2 separate regions of the Mus musculus genome follow, and region 2 is linked to region 1. A link is a contact called in public Hi-C data. All regions are on one chromosome and are shown on one strand. Each heading gives the region's core, a stretch centred on a gene start, on an enhancer-like site or on the middle of the called end of the contact. The rest is flanking DNA. Distances are from core to core; before and after follow the strand shown. Region 1 has its middle 7.4 kb from the start of Gm39419. Region 2 holds the start of Tanc2 (tetratricopeptide repeat, ankyrin repeat and coiled-coil containing 2).

Evidence for each region. A called contact is a pair of places that touch in the nucleus more often than the background predicts.
Region 2: a contact with region 1 is called in a Hi-C map of the N1E-115 cell line, with 6 times the contacts expected there. The contact joins the promoter of Tanc2 here to the enhancer-like site in region 1. A contact is called at or near these places in 2 of 39 promoter capture datasets (the 3T3-L1 cell line and hippocampal neurons), 8 of 484 Hi-C or Micro-C datasets (the HL-1 cell line, the N1E-115 cell line, Th2 cells and 5 more), 9 of 115 datasets of contacts at active chromatin or transcription factors (VIP interneurons, bone marrow-derived macrophages, differentiating embryonic stem cells and 5 more) and 1 of 9 other capture datasets (adipose tissue).

Annotation. Positions count from the first base shown.
Region 1 is chr11:105,522,808-105,526,915 of GRCm38.p6, reverse strand. No RefSeq gene overlaps it. Among named protein-coding and RNA genes, the nearest start is that of Gm39419, 7.4 kb to the right of the region's middle. Within about 2 kb of position 2,520, at least 44 of the 459 cell types and tissues checked have an H3K27ac peak or open chromatin away from gene starts, as enhancers often do. A contact at or near this core is called in the N1E-115 cell line, adipose tissue, muscle stem cells and 1 more, where this site is marked.
Region 2 is chr11:105,588,115-105,592,135 of GRCm38.p6, reverse strand. Tanc2 (tetratricopeptide repeat, ankyrin repeat and coiled-coil containing 2) reads right to left here and starts at 2,150. Exons shown (of 26, transcript NM_181071.3): 1 at 1,887-2,150.

The DNA of each region.
Region 1 (4,108 bases), core at 1,271-3,770:
AAGAGGGGTGGGGGAAACTCCACCTAATGTAGCTCACTGAGAAGAGACTTGGGGTGTTTTTCTGGATCACAGCCAGGTGGCATGCTATCAACAGAGCAGACTAGAGAACCCAGGATGAGTAAGCAGTGCGTCTGGTTTCTAGGATCAGAGACAAAGGAGGACCCACCCCAACACAGTGACTGCAAACATTCTCCTTGATTGACAACCTAGGATCTGCTTAGCTCTATATTTGTGCAGAAATGCTCAAAAGGAGTGGAAGATGGAATCAGATTGGAGGCATGCCTTGTACCTTAATCCTAGTCAAACGCCAATGGGTAAGGAGGTCACCGGCACTCAGAGGGAGATCTGCCATTGTTGTTTTGCTGTGATAACGTTGTCAAAGCACCTTCTAAAATAGTTATGGTTTACACATAGGTTAGTGTCACCCTCAACATTAGCCAGAGAAGTTTTTTTGTGTGCAGTGGGCAGCAGTCAGTGCAGATACGCAATGGTGTGAGAATAAGGGGCAGACTCGAGCTCAGCCCTAAATGAGCCCTACCTGACCCTGGGATCAGGGAGCACCTCAGAAGAGGAATCACAATGAGTACATGAACCAGAGGATGGGGAGGGGTGTGCAATGCTGTCTTCTGAACATGGCGTGGCCCTTGCACTCAGGACTCGCTGCAGCTATGGGCACCTGCATAAGACCAAGCAGATCAACCAGTCCAGATTCCAACAGGCAGCACTAATTAGACTCAGTGGGTTATCAAGTAAAGGAAAAAAGGTGAGGACATGTTGGGGTGTTTGGGGGAGAAGGGGAGGAAGCTGGGGGTGGATATGATCAAGATACACTGTGTTACTTGTATAAAATTGTCCAAGTAGAAAATATTACTTTTTCCCCCCCTTAAGCCAAAAAGATAGAGGCAGAGAAGGAACTGGGAGTGAGGGAAAATGCAGACAGGGGCCTGGCAGAGCAGAAGCGAGTGAGATGAGGCGTGAGCAGATGTGCAGCAGGGCTGAGGGAGGCAGCTTAGGCAAAGACCAGCTCCTGCAGGAAGTAAGTCTTGAGCCAGGCCCTCAAGGAAGCAATTGACAAATGTAAACTCTCCAGCTGGCCCGAGGGCGGAGGCTGGGCATCTGCAGGAGTTGTGTAACTTCAATGTGCTTTGACCTGTTTGTCTGCAGACTTAGGCCAGCTCTGGAGCTCCAGAGCCCATGTCTGTATGTCTGCACAAACCCTCCCTTTTGGTCAAAAGAATGCAGTATGTTTGGCACTGGGTATACCCCACGGATGATGTCATGTCTGTAGCTCAATGTCAGCTTAATGTCACCTGTCAAGAAAGAAAACAGAAAATAACAGTTGTTCTGGCTTTATTTTACCTTCTGTTTCCAAGGTTCATTTTTAGGTTAAAGAGTTTCATCTTGACTGTAGTTTTGGTTTTTTGGTTTTTGTATAAAAAAGTCCTTCGTATACAAAGTCATTTTATAAAAAAGACTGGATCCTTGCTGTGAAAGATAGAACTTCCGGGAACGCAATTTTTTAAACATGTATTTGTATTTATGTGTATGGGAGTGTGTCATCTATGTTTGTCCATACTATGCATGTGCGGGTTGCCTGTAGAGGCCAGAAGAGGATGTCAGATCCTGGGAGTTGCCATGTGGGTGCTGGGAACTGAACTTAGGTCTTCTGGAAGAGCAGCCAGAGCTCTTAACCATCCAGTCATCTCTCCAGCTCCTGGAAATGCAAATTCTTGTTGATATGTTGTGTTGACAGAAGTTCTCTTTAAAAATAACAAGAACTAAACAAAATCTCCTCTTTGCTTTGCAAGCAGAAAGCAAAAGAGAGACATAATAATAGAGTTCACAGATCGCTCTTTCTTTGACGAAGATATCAGCTATAACTTGCTCCTTAGCCGTAATGAAAACACATTTTGAAGTCCCTTGCTTATTCTGGCAAGATAAAAACAAGTTATAATGAAACCACTTCTGTCAAGACTAGACGCTTTCTTCTTATCACCACTGTTAAAGGCAATCCAAGAAATACTATTTAAGGCTAATTTTTCTGCCCTTTTGAAGAGACTTTTGAAACCAAATAAAAAAGGGCTCAGACAATAAGCTGAATTGGAAGGACCTCCTTGGCAGTCAGTGTCAAATTACGTTGTTCCCCTGTCTGTGGATAAAACAGAGAATCACCCTCCTTGGGGCCGCCAACCCTCATGACAACCACTACAAAATTTAACAATAAACGAAGATGACAGCTGACTCCACCAGATTGGGAACACATCTGAACTTGCACAGAAAGACAGCTGGACTTGAGTTCATTTCCCTAGAGGCTGGGTGACAGCGATACCTAATGAAAACGGCGAGGGGCACATGTTTATTTCCAAGGCATTTGTAGCCTGAGCTTTGGTTCCAGTCTTACCGCAGAACCTGAGATCAATTTTCACATCTCTTCACTAAATGGATGGGATGTGAAATTACTCCTATTGACAATAAGCATTCTCAAGGGCTCTGGTAATTGTGTAGCCCAGCGCAGCAGAAAAGAGGCGCTAACAAAAGCACCTAGACAATTGGTTACCATCAATTTCCTCCGGTGCTGGCAGATGTGAGAGTAACTGCCGTTCTAAAAAAATATGAGGTCCTGGGCAAAGCCTGTACCTTCACCATTAGTAACAAACCCAGTGGACAGAATCCAGGTTGTAGGTGATTTCTTTTCTAGTGATTCTGGAAAGTTTGTGACACCAAATCTAGTCCTAACCACAATTGATGGACGGGAAAGAAAAGCAAGGGCTACCAATGTTTCTGGTAATTTCTGCATATCAATTCCCCTCCCCCCATCTCTCTACTCCTCCCATCTTTAATTCTGCCCCATTTGTGTGATGAGCACCAGATGACCTCTTTGACAGTAGACAGCTCTATTTACATTCCCGTCTTTAAAGATCTGACCTGTGAGGGATGCTAGGGTCGGAGATGGCATGAGGCTCAGCCTCCTTACTGGTCGATTTCTCTCTCTCTCTCTCTCTCTCTCTCTCTCAAGTGCATGGCCTATATAATAGGGACAGAGACAAAAGCAAGCCCACGGTTGAGGTGAGCTAGGGCCCAGACAGAGCGCTGGGTGGAGGTTGTACACATGTAACGTCGGTCGCTTTGCAGAAACAAAAGATGACCCAGCATGAGGAAGCTGCCCTCTCAGGGATGTGCCCCCAAGCCAGCCTCCTCACCATTGTACAAATGACGCATCCCTTCTAAAAGATACCATCTAATTCAACCCAAAGCAAATCTAATAAAAAGCCCTTATGTGTTCATATAACTATAACCTAAGTAGGAAGTTGCTGTTTTGACAGCTTGACAATAAAAGTATAAGCAATGGGAGAGTGTTTTTGAGGCAGTGCATTGAGAATTGGAATAATAAAAAAATAATACTACAAGATCAGGTTTGCCCTTTAGGAAATTCTGGTTCCATTTAGGATCTGAGCTGTCAAACAATCACCAGAAAGGCACATGTCTTTCACGCCTTTACCTGGCCAGAGTAACAGAAATAAATATAAGTCTCTGTTCCTGTTTGTTATAAAAGAATTTCCTTTTTATAGTCCCAGAAAATCCAGATAGGAAAGGGCAGCCAGCACTTTCATAGTATCACACAGGATATTAGGTGCTTGTTGGATATAGGATGTCTCTCATAAAAGTTTCACCTAAGTCGGTGTTCACAGCATGGTGGAACTGTTAAATCCCAGGGGGCGAGGTCCTCAGCATGGGCCCTCCTTCCACAGGTGTGGTGGCACACAGCTTTCTGATTTCCAGAGAAATAAGATATAATAAAATTTACTTGATTTTTTTAAAGCATCTTACTTCAAGATTTATGTTTCTGGTCCTAGTTTTATTTTACTTTTACAAATTTTTGGTACCTGTAACAGGTCTTAGGGTAGGCTGACTCCATGCTGATCATACCCAAAATCCAAATATCAAATCCCCTTCCTGATTAAAAATAAAAAGGTGTTGTCTGAGCCTCTTGGTCATGTTTTGCTTTGGTGTTTTGTTTTGCTTGTTTTGTTTTGTTGAGACAGGGTCTTGCTGTGGCCAGTGGCTAGCCTAGATAACACTATGGTAGCCAAGGGACTTGTGCGCAAAA
Region 2 (4,021 bases), core at 901-3,400, 66 kb before region 1:
GGGTTCTGCAACACCTCTTCCTACAGACAGTAGGGGGTGGCAGTGCATATGGCTTACAGTCAGAACAAAACAGGAAGACCCAACAGAACTGCTCTTTATTCTCTTCTGGCCCTCTTCTCTCTTTAGCCTCAACAGAGCCTCTTCAGAAAAGGCTAAATATCTTCAGAAAAGACTAAAGTTCAAAATTAATCAAGGAAAATCCAATTTCGTTTTTGAAGGAAATGATCCCTCAATGAATGAATCTGGAACCAGGGCGAAGCCAATCACTATGAATTTTCAGATTATCTGGCAAATTACTATAATAAGAACAACATTCACGCAGGTAATTCAATTTATAAGAATTCCAACATAACACACCAAGATATCATCAATAATTAAATACACCCTGGTGAACACATCAAATATTTCTGCTTTTGTTTCAGTTACACAGATACTCAATGTATACACACGTTATTTTTAATGGCTCATCTAGCTGTCTTTTGTTACTTTTGAAATTACAGTATGTTCTGACAATCCTCTCAAAACACAGATGTTCTTAGATGGAAGTCACAACGTTTTGTAGCATGTGGACACACACACACACTTAAGAGAGAAAGATGGGGTTGAAAGGAGGAGGAAGAGAGGTAAGGAACAGTTGTTTCATTTGTTTCTGGTTTTCCCTCACATCCCGAAGACAATTTACCTGGTAAATGCTACAAGGAACACTAACTACATTGACAGTATCCATGTTGCTGCATTTTATGCCAATTTACTGTATAGCGTTTTTATCTTATCTCACCATCCCATCTCAAGAGCTAAAACATACCAGAATATTCCACTATTGCCAGGCTCTGTAATTAGCCACTGCCATAGCTTTTGGCTCCAACCCTTCAAAATGCCTGAAAATTTATCCCTTTTGTTCACCATATTGTTCTGTTTTCCTTGTTCCACTTATTTTCACCTGTAAAAAAGCCAAGGCAGGGACACATGAAAAATCGTTCCCTTTGCCTAACGATCCTGAACACACAATTACAGTCAGGGTGCTTGGCTTGTTTGTCTTTTTTTGTTGTTTGTGTTTTTCTTTTTTTTCTTTTTTCCTTGAGAGGAGCAGAGGAGAGAGTGAAAGACATCCAATCTTTTCCTAATGCTAATGACCATTGTTTATGTTTTCTGGGAAACATTTTAAACATTCCACACCTGGAATAGAGAGACAGGCTACAATTGCATGGATGCTCTACATGTTGATGACAAAATCTGAAATCATTTTAGCCCCATTTTTTTCCTTTCCCATCTCACAATCAGACAATCTTTTTTTTTTTTTTTTTTTTTTGCTTTCACGTGGGTACTTTCCCCATGTCAAAAATCGCAGCTCCTCTCGATCTCCTACGACAGAATATGTAGCAAAAGCCCCATTAGTCTTTTATTATAGTACACCTCCTTCCCCAAAGGAATTATTCATGTTCCTAATAACACTTCTACCATGCATTTCTACGCCACAGAGGCCAGCCCATCCTGTGCCTTTACCTGGCACATTTCACAACTACTTTTATGCTGCATTCAGGGACACATTTTGCAACTCGTTCTGCACCACATTCCTTGCCACGTTTAGCAATCTGCCTCGCATCTCATCCCGGTCCCCGTCATCCAAAGACCCTCCAGGTACCAAATACCAAGACCAACCTCGGTGACAACCAAGTGGTAGACCCCGGAGCCCTCCGAAGCCGCCCTCGGTCCCACATTCATTCGGAGGCAGCCTGCCTTCCCCACGCCTTCGACACCGGAGGCACTTCACTGTCCGTTTCCCAGTCTCCCTGCTCGCCCCAGCCCCCGCAGCTGAGGCGTCGCAAGCGAACGCCCCTGTCACCTCACCCTCACCGACCCTTCTTCCCTGCTCGCCCAGCCCTTACCTGCCGTTCTAAGGGGCGCGGCGCACCTCGGGGTCAAGCCCGCGTGCCAGTGGTCTCCGGTGAGGACCGCGCCGCCCGCGGACGCCCCACGGAGGATCCGCACCTCAGTCGGGCTCGGCGGGGCCTCGCGGCCGGCGAGCGCTGGCAGCCCGCTGCGGTCCTCCTGTCAGCGGCGGCGCGGGGGGGACAGGCTCGCCCCTCAGCACCGCGGCGGCGGCGGGCGCCTCGCTCCGCCTCGCGCGCGGCACAGCCGGGAGGTGAGCGCGAGGGGGATGGGAACGGGGGCGGGGCCGCCCGAGGAGGCGCGCGGGGCGGCGGAGGGAGCGCGGCGCCTGCCGCCTGGGGCCCCGCGCTAGCGGCGCTCGCAGCTGGCCGCGCTGGGCGGGCGGGCGGCTGGCGCGAGGCGGCTGTGGCCAGCGGGCCCCGCCGGAGCAGCGCGCGCCCAGCAACCCGCGCCCGGCAGGCCGCTCTCTAGCGCCGCCGCCGCGCCGGGGGCGTCGCACCCTCGGAGGCCGCCCGCAGCCCCGCCCCCTCCGGGCCGGGTTGGGGAGGAGCGCGAGCGCGGAGGGAGAGCGCGTGCGTGGGGGCGCGTGCGTGGTGGAGCGCGCGCGCCCCCGCCCCCCGCCCCTCCACGGCCTGGGGGCGGGGAGGCGTTGCGAGAGCTGGTGGTGGTGAACCCCGGCTCCGCGCTGACAGAGGGGGCCCTGGCGCTGCAGGACGTGTAGGCATTTCTGGTTTCCTCAGGGGGCTTGGACTGGTGGGGTCGAAGGCATTTGGTAAGGAAGAGGAGAGGAAGCTCAATAGCTGACAAGGCCCTAAAGAGTTTGGCTCCGCCCCCCGAGATGATGTCACTCTCGAGGTGGCTGCTGCTGTCACGTGCGCCCACTTCTGGGGGCCTTTCCTCCTGCTTTGATAGCCCGAACGTTCCTCTAGACTGCCCCCGGCTCTGGTCACCACAGGCACACGTGTCACTCAAAGTCATCGACGCCAACAAGTGTCAGTTATTCCTCTCCTGCGTCTCAGTGGTAATGTGTAGACTGCTTTCAAGATGCCACCGTTGCCTTTCGAACAGGGATGGGAGGAAAAACAACAATGGCTTGGGGGCGGGGGGGGGGCGAGGGAAAATAGAGAGGAAGAAAGAAAACTGTCATCTGGAACAATTGATGACAGTTCTCTAACCTTAGCTTGCTAGACTTCAGTAAAGTTGACACGCTGCCTCTGTCATTACCAGCTTCAATAAGAACTATAGTGATTTCAAGGCACCCGGCTAAGCATAGAAAGTCATCACATTAAGACCCCATTGGAGGCTATTCAGTCATGTTTCTCCCCAAACTCTCTGCCTAGATGGTCTTCAGCTTGCTTCAAACCACGAAAACAGCCCTTCAACTTTGCAGGATTCTTGGAATAAAAATTTTTTCCCAAGTGCGTGCTACAAGATGATACAAAGCAATCATCGTTGCATATTTTGCTTGGGTGAACTTCCATCCCATTAACTGAGATGACTTTTTCGTCATCTGCTTCTTAATGAAATGCCATGATTGGAAATAGATTCACAAATTGCATCAATCAAGGGTGTTGTTTCAGTGCCGTTTAGAAGGTGGAGAAATTGATTGATTGGTTGCTTATTTTGATAACAGTCTATCTGAATCTACCCCAACCCCATAGCACTTATGTAATTTCTTTGATTTTTTTAAAAAAAATATTAATTTCAATGCAATATTTTTAAAAAATGGACATGAAGTCACGTCAGAAAGCAAGCCATTCCAGTGAACGCTTGAGAACTCTGAGGTAGAACTCTGAGGTATGACTATAATTAGTCATGTGAAAGACATATGGACTGTTGATACTAGTTCCAAAAGTTAAGTCTAACTAAAACCTACCTGCCTATGGTGATAGGAGCAGGGGACTGAGGTAGGTGAGGTGGGCATCAGAGGGAAATTTTCTGGATTATTAGAATGGTCAACACTGGTTAATGGTCACAACTGCATACACACCTCAAAAGGAAACTGTGCCTGTGTTTAGGTTTTAACCCACAAAGAAACGTTACATTTCAACAGTTTCACAATGAAACATTACAATGTCGTTATCTCTGGAGTCAAAGAACAGGTTTGGTCCGTGTCACTTTCCACTTACCC